Regions from separate parts of the Rattus norvegicus genome. Here region 1 is linked to region 2. A link is a contact called in public Hi-C data. All regions are on one chromosome and are shown on one strand. The core of a region is the stretch at or near the end of the contact, and the rest is flanking DNA. Distances in the headings are between cores, read along the strand shown. Region 1 holds the start of Slc2a2 (solute carrier family 2 member 2). Region 2 overlaps Tnik (TRAF2 and NCK interacting kinase).

What was found. Hi-C and Micro-C count contacts between places; a contact is called where the count stands out from the background.
Region 1: a contact with region 2 is called in a Hi-C map of liver, with 4 times the contacts expected there. The contact joins the promoter of Slc2a2 here to the enhancer-like site in region 2. A contact is called at or near these places in 4 of 12 Hi-C or Micro-C datasets (hepatocytes, kidney and liver).

Annotation. Positions count from the first base shown.
Region 1 is chr2:113,538,812-113,541,736 of GRCr8, forward strand. Slc2a2 (solute carrier family 2 member 2) reads left to right here and starts at 1,559. Exons shown (of 11, transcript NM_012879.2): 1 at 1,559-1,606. The coding sequence starts at 1,592.
Region 2 is chr2:113,499,029-113,501,982 of GRCr8, forward strand. The region is part of intron 27 of Tnik (TRAF2 and NCK interacting kinase); the gene reads left to right. Among named protein-coding and RNA genes, the nearest start is that of Slc2a2, 40 kb to the right of the region's middle. Within about 2 kb of position 1,258, at least 10 of the 93 cell types and tissues checked have an H3K27ac peak or open chromatin away from gene starts, as enhancers often do. A contact at or near this core is called in hepatocytes and liver, where this site is marked.

The DNA.
Region 1 (2,925 bases), core at 309-2,808, 40 kb after region 2:
AGACCCCAACATATAAAGTCTAGGCATGGCCTGGCAGTGCCTATCATCCCTGCACTGAAGTGGATCTGCTGACCTGTGAAAGTCATGCATGTGGCTTTCAGATTCTCTGAGGTCCTGCCTCAAATAGAGGCAGGTACAGGGTAGTGGAGGAAGACTCTTTAACACCAATCCCTGGCCTCCACACAGAGCAGTACATACACATGCATACAACACACATACACAGAGAGAGACAGAGACAGAGAGACAGAGAGACAGACAGATAGACAGAGAGATAGACAGATAGATGGACAGAGAGAGGCAGAGAGAGAGACAGAGAGGAAGAGACACAGAGAAAGAGAGAGAGAGAGAGAAAGAGACAGAGACAGACAGACAGACAGACACAGGGAAACAGACAGAGATAGACAGACAGAGAGACAGAGAGAGAGGAGAAGAGAGAGAGAGAGAGAGAGAGGGAGAGGGAGAGGGAGAGAGAGAGAGAGAGGGAGGGAGAGAGGGAGAGAGGGGGGGGGATATGGATGAGGAAAGGTGGGAAAGTCAGGTCAATTAATTCCAGTTTCCCTCTGGCCGTCATGGTTCTGTCTTTTACCATCGCCTCTCACATTTCCTCTGCTGCAAACTGGCCCCGTAAGGACTCTGTGGGTGCCAGTAACCACAGCCGCCAGTCACAGTGAAGCTACACTAACTTTGGTATCTCCCTCATTATTTTTGGATCAGATGCCAGAGGGGATTCCTAGAAAGAAACAAGATGAAGACATGTGAGTAGAATTTATAGGAAACCCAAGGCTATAACAAACACACTCCCTCTCCCAATCAGGGTCTCTATGTGTAGCCAAGGCTGTCCTGCAACTCCCATGCCATCCAATGAGCCTCCAACTCAGCCCTCCTGTCCCAGCCTCCCCAGTGTGAGCATTACAGATGTGTCACCCCATCCGGCTGCGTGTCTCATCCTAAAATACACTGAGTTAATAACAACAGAAAGCATGTGGCCACCATCTACCAAGAACTTTTTTTGTATGCCAAACATTTATCGTGCTATTTCGTTTAATCCCCTCAACAAAACAGAATGCCTGTGCTATTATCTCTATTTGGTCAAGTCAGAAACCAAACAATAGAAAACTAAGACACAGAAAAGTCACAGTGCAGACCCCTCCGGCCCTCATTCAGATAGAAAACCAATGCCTCCACAGTCTGTGGCTACAGAGCCCACAGCACTAGTTCTCTGCAGCGCAAACTGCTCTGCACCCTCCCCCCTCCCCACTTTGGCTTCCCCACAACACAGCATGGCTCAGCTTCTCTAAGATACCCTACAGGTTGCTCCTCTCACCTGTCCCCATCCCATTTCTGCCACATTCATCAGCCCTTAAAATGGTTCTGCCTCTGGCTTGTAACTTATGAGACCTCCTATTGTTCTCAAGCCACAGGTCAAGGTATATTGATTGAATTACCATCAATACGCAGCCTTGGTTAAGAAGGTCAGAATTCACCTCCGCTTGCTCCTCCTCCTACAATGTATAACCAGGCAGAGCTGAGGACAGCTACTCATCCACATTCGGAACAGGACCTGGATTGAGACAACAACTCCGCACGCAACATGTCAGAAGACAAGGTACAGCAACCTTGGGTTCTTTTGACTTTGGTTTTGAGGCAGTTGGGAATCTGTTCAAGACAAGGGAGTCTGTTCAGTTTATATGCTAACACGGAGTGCAGTTACCACAGATTTGGGCTACCTCTTTGGCCAATTACTTATCCTTTTGGCTGCTAAGTAAATCGCACATTTCTTATTCAATAATCGGAGGTCTAAGGATACTTGCTGTTTTGAATAGCCTGCTACTGAATGTGCCTATCGCCCCCAAGAGCTGGGGCAAGTTAACAGGAATCCAATCATGAACATGGATCTGGATTGTTAAAAAATGCTCAGGAATGAATGAGAATTCTCGACTAGGAGACTGAGAACTGACTGTTGCAGATTACTTGGGACCATGGGGAAGAAGAAAAGATTAGATGAAGCACCATCTGGGGGATTATGACTTTGGGCTGACTCTTACCTAATATTACCATAGCCTGCAGTGTAGTCATGGGTGTGACAGCATTGCAATCAGACAGGGAGATGCCTATGTTCTTAAGCAGAGTCCCTGTTGAAGTCTTAGAAATGAGGTGGCACAGATACTCTGTAGCTCGTTCAGCCAAATCAATCCACAGTAAGAAACCAATGCGGTGAGAGTTAGGTAATCATTGGGGAGCAAAGTGAAGGCTGTGGGGTTCTCATTTCTCTGTTACTTCAATGTCTCTGTAGATAGAATCCTTTGCAAATAAAACCTTCAAACAGGTGTGTCATTCTCTGTGCTTACCAGCTCTCCCCAACCCCTGCATACAATAATAGAAGTTGATAAATCTTTAGCCCTGTTAAGAGTGGGGCTCTCACACACTGACATCGTGAGGACTGAGCTGAGTGCCCCTTGGTAAAGGACACCACGTGTTGTGGAATCAGCCAGGCTCAAAGGTGGGTTCTAATGCTGTGTGCTGCTGAGAGTCAGACTAAATCAACTGACCTTTGTGTTGTCTACACTGTGCCAATGTAAGGACTCCTGGGCTATGATATGGGCAGTCCAGGCATTATGAAGCCATCTCTCTGGAGCTCAGAGTAAGAAAAAGACAACATGAGGAAGGCTTAGAGGGCAAATGTTTAAATGTCAGTTACGTATTTGTACAACACATATTTAAAGAATCTCTATGGAAATAGAGATTCTGTGAGCACTATAGCTCAGGATACAGCTACATCAGGAAAAACTGTAATGACTCACTAACGATTCTGAAATTGGTAACTACAGGGATGTTGTACAGATTCAGGAACTGTGGAAAGGCAGCAGTCATAGACCTGATGCCTAGATGATGTTGTCAGGAGGAAGGTACTATGCTTAACAGCGC
Region 2 (2,954 bases), core at 8-2,507:
TGATTGTGGAAAAGAAGATAAAAGAAGTGCCCAGAACGATGCCCAAAAGAATGTGAGATGACCACTTTACCTCAGGCCCACAAAACAAGATAGTGCAGAGCACCAGAGTCCTACCAACAAGAGAAAACACCACAGCATGCGTAGATGAAGACCGCTCAACCATTCAGAAAGACACTTCCTAGCAGAAAGTTCACATCTACTTAAATGCGTAGAAAGAAAGGCAGTGAGAAAACATGAGGAAGAGTTGGAAAGAAAAGCCTCATCGTGGTGTGCTACATGCCGTAGGTGTGAGCGGAGATTAGCTGAACTCTTAAGACACTTTCACCTGAGCTTTGACATGAGTAAACCGGGCATGAGGTAGGCAGTAGTGTGCATGTGTGAGCTCTAAGCAACTTCGTGGAAGGGAAATGGCTTTACAAATTGATAGTTTTCATGCTGAGAACCCCATCGCTACTGTCCATATTTGAAAGTGGGACTGATGGTGTGGCTTTTGAGAATCTTTTCCTTTAAAACTTGTCTCTGGCGATTGAAAGGAATAAGGAAATTTCTGCGTGTTCATGAGATGTACACAAGACTTCAGCTTGGTTTTTTAACTGAGAAATAACAGCACAGGCACAGCAGAGAGGCTTTCGACATTGCCCCGAAGGTTGCCCTCGTGTAGTCTCAAGAAGGCACCGTATGGGTTTGAAACTGTAACCTACAGAGTTGGTCCAGCCACAGATTTATGTGGTGGTAACTGAGAGCAGAAACAGCAATCAGGGGAGATACCATAAAGGAACTCAGAAAACAAGAACCAACTTATTCATATTGTCTGTCTTGGAACCTTAGTGTCTTATCTTTTGACAACTAGAGAGGGCCTTGTTCTAGAATGTTCTCCATGCCCCTTCCTCCGCATTCATTCCAAGTCACCTTCTGAGATGTCTTGACATTAGGAGACAGAGACAAGTGACTAGGAGATTCAATCAAGAAAGCTCACCCCCTCCCATACATGATGAGCCCTTTGTGTTTTGTGCCCTAAAGGAGCCTTTCTAATCTTTATAGCACAATGGGCTTGTTTATATGCACTTATTTAGAAACATAAAGGTAAGCTGGGGGGGGGGGTACAGACAAGGTTCACAAACACACACAGCACCTGTAAAATGCATCACCACAGCCTGAGTCTGTCCGACTGCTCCCCATCGGAGAGTACAGTGCCAGACACTGAAACCAGCTAAGCAGTGTTTGACCAAGGGAGGAAGGGATGTTGACTGGGCAGAGTACTATTCACAAAGCAGACCACATGGGGGAGTATGTTTTCCATAGCAATCTGGTGACATCCAGGCCCCACCACTGCCTTTGTGTGGGAATCAGAATTATTTCGTCCTTTCTTGTCATCCTCTGAGGCTGCAGTTTCCTCTTTCCTTAGTCGGACTGTGTGGCAAAGCATTAGACCCAGCCCACACCATCCCCACCAGGCAGCACAGAGCTTCATGTCCACAAGCTCTGCATTCGTGAAGACTGCGGGTTTCTGCATGAAAGAGACATGCATGTTCTCAGAAAGAAGCAGAGCACTTCAAGTGTGACTGTGGAAAACATTTAGGATTGCTTCTAAAGATGGCTCTGAAAAACAGCTGTTAAATTTTCCTTTGCATAGAAATATTTTTTAATTATCATTTGACATGTATTAGCCCAAATATTTTAGTGATCGGATTGTGTCACATAAACTAGGATCATGTAATTATAAAGCCATAAGACTAATTGCAGGAGACAGTAACATTTCTGAATGCTGTGTCTTGCCTATACCTGGAAAACGTTTTAAAAATGTCAGCATCCTGCTTAACCTACTCATCTCCCATCAGCCTTCTGAACATTTCTAATCTGGTCCTTCTGATCAAGGCTGTCTTATTTCACTGCCTTGGCACACACATGCCGACCGATAACACAAAGTTACAGAAGAAGGTGTGACCTGAGAGCAATAGTTGATCAGTACTCACTAGGACTTTGAGACCCTCTTAAGTATCAGAAAAATTTTACCTCGGTTATCCAGAAAACCACAGCTTCTTGCTTGTGGAATTCCAGTCAAGATAGCAAAGGCACCTTATAATGCATGTAACTAGTCCCATGTGCTCAAATTCCTATGAAATTCAAAAACAGAAGACAAGAAGGACAATATCTGCTAATAACTTTGTAAAAGAACTTGAATGAGACATTGAGCAAATTTCATCTTATATAAACAATAAAATAGGTATTACAGAAAAGCAAGTGGTTTAATCTAAAAGTCACATAAAATACTAATTTTTCCTATATATGCTTACCTAATGTTTCTTTTAAGGATGTGTTAATCTTTGTGAATCTTTCTCTGTAAGGTCAGAGAACAAGCCATGTTGGCTGGGGTGTAGCTCGATGGCAGAGTATTTAAAAGGAGGGATTGGGTTTAGTCCCTAGCATTGCAAAGGTGGGGGGGGGGGCAGTTCACACCGTAAAAAAATTATAAAAGAGCCGAGCAGAAACCAACATTTCATATATCATATATCCCTGTAAAAATCTATCCTACCTGACTTTCTTACGATACAGGATATTTTTTGTACAGATATTTTATACAGAAAATAACTGGCATATGTATCATTTGTTTGCAGAATTAGACTCGTCCTTTAATAGTGGGAAATCCAGAAGGCTTTAAAGAATTCTGTATCCCTTCAAAGGCATCATTGTAAATTCTGATTATTATGTTATCAGAAACACATAGACCACAGTAACTAAGCGCTCAGATGACAAATGTGTCATTCATTCTCTTGGTAAGCACTTATTGAGTGCTATTTTATGTGATGGAATAATGAGTTAGTCACTCAATCTTTTCACCAAGCGAAGATGCATAATATTCTATTTTCATAAACAGTGAAAAGATTTGTCAAAGTACATGAAGCCCTTAAAAATAAGCCACCGACAGAACCCAGGGTTCCTATCATTACATCACT